2 separate regions of the Mus musculus genome follow, and region 1 is linked to region 2. The links are chromatin contacts, called in public HiChIP or PLAC-seq maps. All regions are on one chromosome and are shown on one strand. Each heading gives the region's core, a stretch centred on a gene start, on an enhancer-like site or on the middle of the called end of the contact. The rest is flanking DNA. Distances are from core to core; before and after follow the strand shown.

What was found. HiChIP or PLAC-seq counts read pairs in DNA pulled down with a chosen protein or histone mark.
Region 1: a contact with region 2 is called in an HNF4G HiChIP or PLAC-seq map of pancreatic cancer cells. The contact joins two enhancer-like sites. A contact is called at or near these places in 1 of 15 datasets of contacts at CTCF or cohesin (CD8 T cells), 3 of 484 Hi-C or Micro-C datasets (the G1E-ER4 cell line, Sertoli cells and nephron progenitors), 3 of 115 datasets of contacts at active chromatin or transcription factors (CD8 T cells, embryonic stem cells and pancreatic cancer cells) and 3 of 9 other capture datasets (adipose tissue, liver and pancreatic islet).

The regions. Positions count from the first base shown.
Region 1 is chr2:6,358,304-6,361,349 of GRCm38.p6, reverse strand. All of the region lies in intron 2 of Usp6nl (USP6 N-terminal like), which reads right to left. Among named protein-coding and RNA genes, the nearest start is that of Usp6nl, 37 kb to the right of the region's middle. Within about 2 kb of position 1,414, at least 47 of the 459 cell types and tissues checked have an H3K27ac peak or open chromatin away from gene starts, as enhancers often do. A contact at or near this core is called in pancreatic cancer cells, where this site is marked.
Region 2 is chr2:6,293,228-6,296,535 of GRCm38.p6, reverse strand. All of the region lies in intron 4 of A230108P19Rik (RIKEN cDNA A230108P19 gene), which reads right to left. Among named protein-coding and RNA genes, the nearest start is that of Usp6nl, 28 kb to the left of the region's middle. Within about 2 kb of position 1,390, at least 50 of the 459 cell types and tissues checked have an H3K27ac peak or open chromatin away from gene starts, as enhancers often do. A contact at or near this core is called in pancreatic cancer cells, where this site is marked.

The DNA.
Region 1 (3,046 bases), core at 165-2,664, 65 kb before region 2:
TACTCTTGCCAAAACTCAGTCGCGGCTTAATAAAAAGCAGTACTTTAAAAAAGATACTATAAACATACATGCTATAAGGTAGTTATTGGACATGTGTTCAAAAAGCTACTCAAAATCATTCCGAATGGAGCTAATCTCTGCTCCTCAGTGCGCAACTATTTTCTACTCCGCCTGCCCTTACAAAACCCGAGAGCAGAGATACAGTCAGTGCCTCAGTGTCTCTAAGGCTCAAGGGTCTTCATGTGCAAACCACACATCCGGTGTGTGCTTGCAATCTTGCCGTAATCTACTCTCCCGCAACAGAATGTAAGGGAGTACACACACTGTGCCTGTTCATATACGTGAGCTCAAGGCAGCTATCAACACTGTTACATACACAGTGCTATACTAATAAGTTGACATGCCATGTCATACACCATAGGCAAACATCAGTCTACAAATCTGTTTTATGGGCTTCTTTCCCACGTGGATTCAATAACCAACAACCAAACCTCACTTGCTACATTAAGTGGCACACATTTCTGATATTGACTGTGTCTGTGTTCCATTCACAGGTAAATGTTTGACAACAATCAGCAAAAACACAGAAGATAATTTAAAGAAGTGAGATGCCAGGACCAGAATCCTGTATGAAAGCGCCATCCAGAAGGTGGTGAGGGTCATGGTATTGTCGGGAGGTGAATGGTAGTAATCAGAAATGATCTGGCTGGGCCCTCTCCACTGAGACACACGGACAGAAGCAGAGATCCGCTTAGAGCACATTTGGAGATGCCATCAGAGATGGTGGAATGGGTTTGGGTTCCTGTCACTTCAGAAAGTACTTGAACATATGTAACTTTTGATATCAATAGAAATACTGGTTACCTTTCAAACCCGAATGGTTCTTCTATTCAACAAGCACACACTGAACACTTCTATGTGCATAAGTAAAATGCACATTCTGAGGGGGTTTACACACTGTCTAAAGAGGAGAGGAGGGCTCCATGAGCATTAAATATCTTCAAGCAGAGGCAGCGATGAGCTAAAACCCATAACAGACTACATGTGGATGGTAGAAAGCCAGCAACAGCAAGGCGCAGGCTAACAAAGGCATGCTCTCTGTCCAGAAGTTGGGATGCACACAGGAAATGCTTAAAGCATGGACAGAAATAGTATTCTAAACTATGACAAATGTGAAAATAAAAACCACACTTAGCTTTTCTTTCATCTGAATGTCGATACATTTGCCTATTTAACATTTTTTTTACTGCATGCCAGGTGCTGCTCTAAGCACTTAACAAATATTGACTCACTTTCTCTAGAGTTAATAATCTTATAAGAACATCTGTCCCCTTTTCACCGTGAAGAAACTAGAGAGTACCCAGAACCTGAGTAGCCTGCCCAAGGGCACATGGCCTTGTAAGCACTAAGTCTGAAAGGCAAACCCAGACAGGCAGTGAAACCAGCGACTCTGCACTGTCAGCGGACTCCACTGTAGTTACTGACACGTGTGGAGTGCAATGTAACTGAGAGACTGACACACGTTTGTCTTAGTTAATTTTAATTATTCAAATAACCACATGCGGCTAGTGGCTGCCACATGGGGAACTCGCATGACTGCCCAGTGAATCATGCTGTTCGTCTAGCGAGAGGAAGTCTTTCAGGTCATCCCTCACACTCAATTGAAGCATGTAATCAATTCAAAGGTAGCCCTTGAAAAAGCAAAGAGTTCTAAGCCATGGCTCTCTACCATGGTCTACGCAATGGCACATGAGCCAATGAGCCAATAAAAGGCTCAGGACTCTGAGATAATATTTTTCTGAGAAAAAGAAAAGCTCATATGATCTGAACTAAATATATCTCCTGAATACAGCCTTGATAAAACTTTTTATCAATTAACTTTGCCTAAAAATACACACAATTCTGACTTCAAATGTTCTATTTCTAAATTTAAAAACAAATCGCTTTGCCTTGAGTTTTCAAAATACAAGTAAACGGGCACTATCTTAGGTAGTTAGGGTTTCTACTGCTGTGAACAGACACTGTGACCATAGCAACTCTTAAGAAAGGACAGCATTTAACTGAGCTGCCCTACAGGTTCATCGCGGTGGGAAGCATGGAGGTATGCTATGCTATGGAGCAGCACTGGAGAGGTAGCTGGAGTTCTACATCCCGATCAGCAGGCAGCAGGAAGAAGACAGATACTGTGCCTGCCTTGGGCATTTGAAACCCCAAAGTACACCCCCCAGTGACACACATCCTCCAACAAAGCCACACCTAATGGCACTCCATAACCATTCAGATATGAGTCTACAGGGCCATTCTTACTCAAATCACCACAGAGGCTGTCACAGAAATGTATCTAACCGCTGACCAGGAGACCCATCAGCCACCTAAGAGACCGGCATAACATACACAACGGTGAAGCAACAGTAACGAGCTCAACAAAACACTAAGGACAGGCCAGAGGTCATCCTTGCAGGGTATCAGCCTGACCCAGCCAGTCTTCCAGTATTACGTCCCACTCAGCGCTCACAACACTCTTGGAGTCAGTCCCCAGCGTCACCCTTACTGTTCAGAACCTGACGCACACAAATCCAGGTGCCCTGTCTGTCTAGAGATTGGGCTCCTATGAGGTCTTTCCTGTTGTAATCACTCGCATAACTGCAGCACTCAGCAGTGAACCATGAAATTCCCCAAAATGACTCAGATTTACACAAGAACCTAACTTTCTGAGACGACAAAGAAATATTTATTCACTTTATATACATATGAGTGTGTGTGCAAAAAGCAAACAGTCAAGTGAGCATTAGGGACTGCTAGTGTTGCCTAAAAGGTACTGCAAAAACAAAAAAAAAAAGCTATTTTCGGAAACAAAGTAGATTAAGAGGTGTATAAGCTCTGTACACTAAGAGCAATGTGAGATCTTGGAAAACAGACATTCACAGATTTCCATGAAGCCACACGATGACAAAACAAGACCACAGATCATCCATTTTCCCACCACCACATTGCAATGATCATATTTGTGTTTCTCCTTATTAAAAATGTCAATATCATCACAAAA
Region 2 (3,308 bases), core at 141-2,640:
TATTGGTTGGGGGACTCTTAGTGGAAATATTTTTTACCAATATTCACAGGTGAAGGTCCACATATGTTTAGATTAGTGACTACATTTTTCATATCATTAAAAGGTCTTAGGTTTTTTTCTTTTCAAGAAAACCTCACATCTTAATCATTTCTAACTCAAGTGTTGCTGTCTTGCTTAAACTAAGATCAAGTCTCTCGGTGAGATTCCAGAATCCTGTTTTGGCTTCAGAGTGCTGGGAAAAGGCTTCTGGAACAACATTTTTGTTACCTTATTTTTTTTCCAAAGGACATGTATGTAAAAATGTGCATGTGTGCACATGGATATACCGGTATATGTGCAATCTATATTTCAGCATACTGTGTCACTCAGAATTGCAGAAGTATCTCTCTCAAACTTTCCACCCTTTCTCCATGATCCTTCATCTTTGAATCCTATTCATTGGAGTAACATTGAGGGGTCATGTCTGTCCCTGTAATATACCCTGGCTTCCCAGGGCTTGCTCAGCAGTCATAAAGCACTGGGTTCAATTCCTAGTACTGCTTAAATTGTCATGTGTTGATGCAAGCCTGAAGGTGGAGGCAGGAGGATTCAAAGTTCAAGGTCATCTTCATCTACATAGCAAGTTCAAGGCTAGCCTGGACTGCTGGGAATCCTGTCTCAAAAACTAAACCAACCAAACAAAACAGTGACCAGAGATGGGCTAAGGAGCACATGCTGAGTCCAGTACTGGCTCAGTGGCCAAAACAAGAGGTGGTCCATCTTGGAGCCATTAAAATCAGACTTATACCCAGAGGGGCACAGTAAGGCCTGGGGTATATGCACAGACCCCAACTCAGAGCACCCCAGCCTGTGTGATTATTCAACAGCAAGCACAGCTGATCTACCACTGAGAGCAAGAGTCAGATCTCAGAGCTGAGAAGTGTCTTAAGTCAGGCCAAACCCAACATCCTGTGGCCTCTGGCTTTGACATAATACCAACGTTAATTTCTATTTGTTCTCCTTTTGAATGTAATAAAGAGCACCTTTTATCTTGCTGTGTGTTTTGTTTACCATTGGTGTGGATTACTAATAGGGAAAGTCCCATGGACCAGGGTAGTGGCAACGTTCATCACAGTGGAGAACCCAAAGGTAGAGTTAAAAAGGAAACTGCTTCATGGGAGACTGACCCTGCCTTCTGGAACGCCAGCAGTCCCTCAGCCCGGCCCTCCTTTCTGATGTTTCCCAAACTGTGGTGGGGGTGAGGCAGCAGGATGGCTATATGACTTGTTTTACAAGCAGGAACAATTCCCCCGCTGTTTCTACAGGAAACTGAGATGTGAGCATTTCAGGAAGGAAGTAGATTAGAGCAGGAAGTTGAACAGAAACACTGTCCAGTCCAAATCAATGGTGCAGTCCTAGGAGGCAAGGGTATAGGATGGCAGAGACACAGGAGCAAATCGGTAGAGTAATGGGGCATAGTCTATCTACACACTCGTCACACCCATCTCCCACCAATGTCAGGCACACAACTGAGCCACATTTCTGGCTCCTTGCAGTTACATGGAGTTATAAATGAGTTCTGCTCACAGCAGGTAGAAGAGACATATAAAGTGTCCAGCCGCAGCCCAGATAAACCTTCCACAGGATGTTCTATATGTTCTTTGCCTGTCTAGAGCAATGTCAGGAGTTAGGTATAGGAGAACTTAAGCACACGATTATAGCGTAGGAATACCCACCTAGACTTTACATCAGGAAAAAAGTATAAGCTTTCTCACATGGTGCGAAGCCCGAGACTTAGGGGTTTGTGGCAGAGGTATGTCGCGTACCTCATTTACTTTTTATAAATTGAAGCAAGGGGGCTGGGAAGATAGTTCTGTTACAAAAGTACATGCCATGCAGACAACAGTGCTGGTGGTCTCAGCACTTTGTAGGGGGATACTAGTGGATCTCTGGAGCTTGCTGGTCAGGTAGCCTACTCAGTGAACCCTGGGCCAATCAGCGTTGCCTCCTCAAAACGCAAGGTGCATGGCACCTGACCTCTACACACCTGTAAGCACACATGCAGAAGCATACATACATATAGACGCACACAAACAAAAGATGTATACATACATGCACATGTACATATAAAAGCAATATCAAAATGATGCTCAGGGAAGCCAGGCCAACAGTCACCAATGATGCATGCTGCGGCAGCTGAAGGCTCCTCTTCACACACCTTGTGTCTCACGTACTATTTATGGCCTGGCTTCTCGGAGCAGCAATCTTCCTGTAGTTTCCCCACTCCCTCGTCTCCCACTCGTTCCTCATTCCATATGGTCTGCATCATGCCCCACACCCTACTGAAACCACCTATGGCTCTCCACCTGGCATGCTCAGCCAAACGCTTTTCCCTCTCACAGAGGGCTTTCTATGCAGCAGTGACCTGCAGATTTCAAGAAACGCTACATTTTACATTTCCTGGAAAAAGAAACAAAACAACCCTGTTGCTAAATTCCTTTCTAGAGACTCAGACCCTGCTGAGAAGAGAAGAATCCAGTCTCGGCCATTGGGGAATTCCCTTTCCAGACTCTGGATTATACAAGGTCAAGATGGTTTTAGACTGCATAGATCACTGTAGGTAGGGACTCGGGCTCATAAGGTCTGGAGTGATGCGCCTCTTGTCAAGCGAGTCTTCCCTTCTTGCAGCAAGCCTGGCACTACCTGGACTAGAAAGCACATTGCCTCCCTGAATAGACATTGCCTCTGCCACCAGCCTCAGCTCAAGTTTTCTGTTCTGGAGGAGGCTCTCTTCACCCCTCTCTTCACCCTAAACTACTGTGCACCCAGTTTCACAAGCTCAGGGGAGGTCTTCCTCCACTCACAAACAACTCCATCTTTTTTGAGCTCAGGAGGCAAGGAAATTGTTTTCCAGACTCAAATTCTGTGCCTGGGCTTGAGAAGCACACTAAGGTCTCCCTCCAAGGCATTCACCAATGAGTAAAAGCACGTGCAGAGTACTTTGCCTCTCTGGAACTCTCTGAGCCACTCAAGTTCTCCTCCTTGCCAGTCTCTCCACTGAGTTTCATGACCGTTCTCAGTTAGTTTGCTTATGTGCTCTGGATGACTCTTTCTCAGTCCTCCCTGGTCTACATACATATCCCTACCTTGCCTTCCTTTCCTCGCCTCCCCCCACTACAGGTATGTATGCCTGTGGAGGACAGAGGGCAAGGCTGAGTCTTTCCCTCCATCTCTCTGTATCTTACTTTCTGTCACAAGGTCTCTCACTAAACCTAGAGCTCACTAATGGAGCAGAATGGCTGACCACCGAGGCCTGGACACCCTCCTGT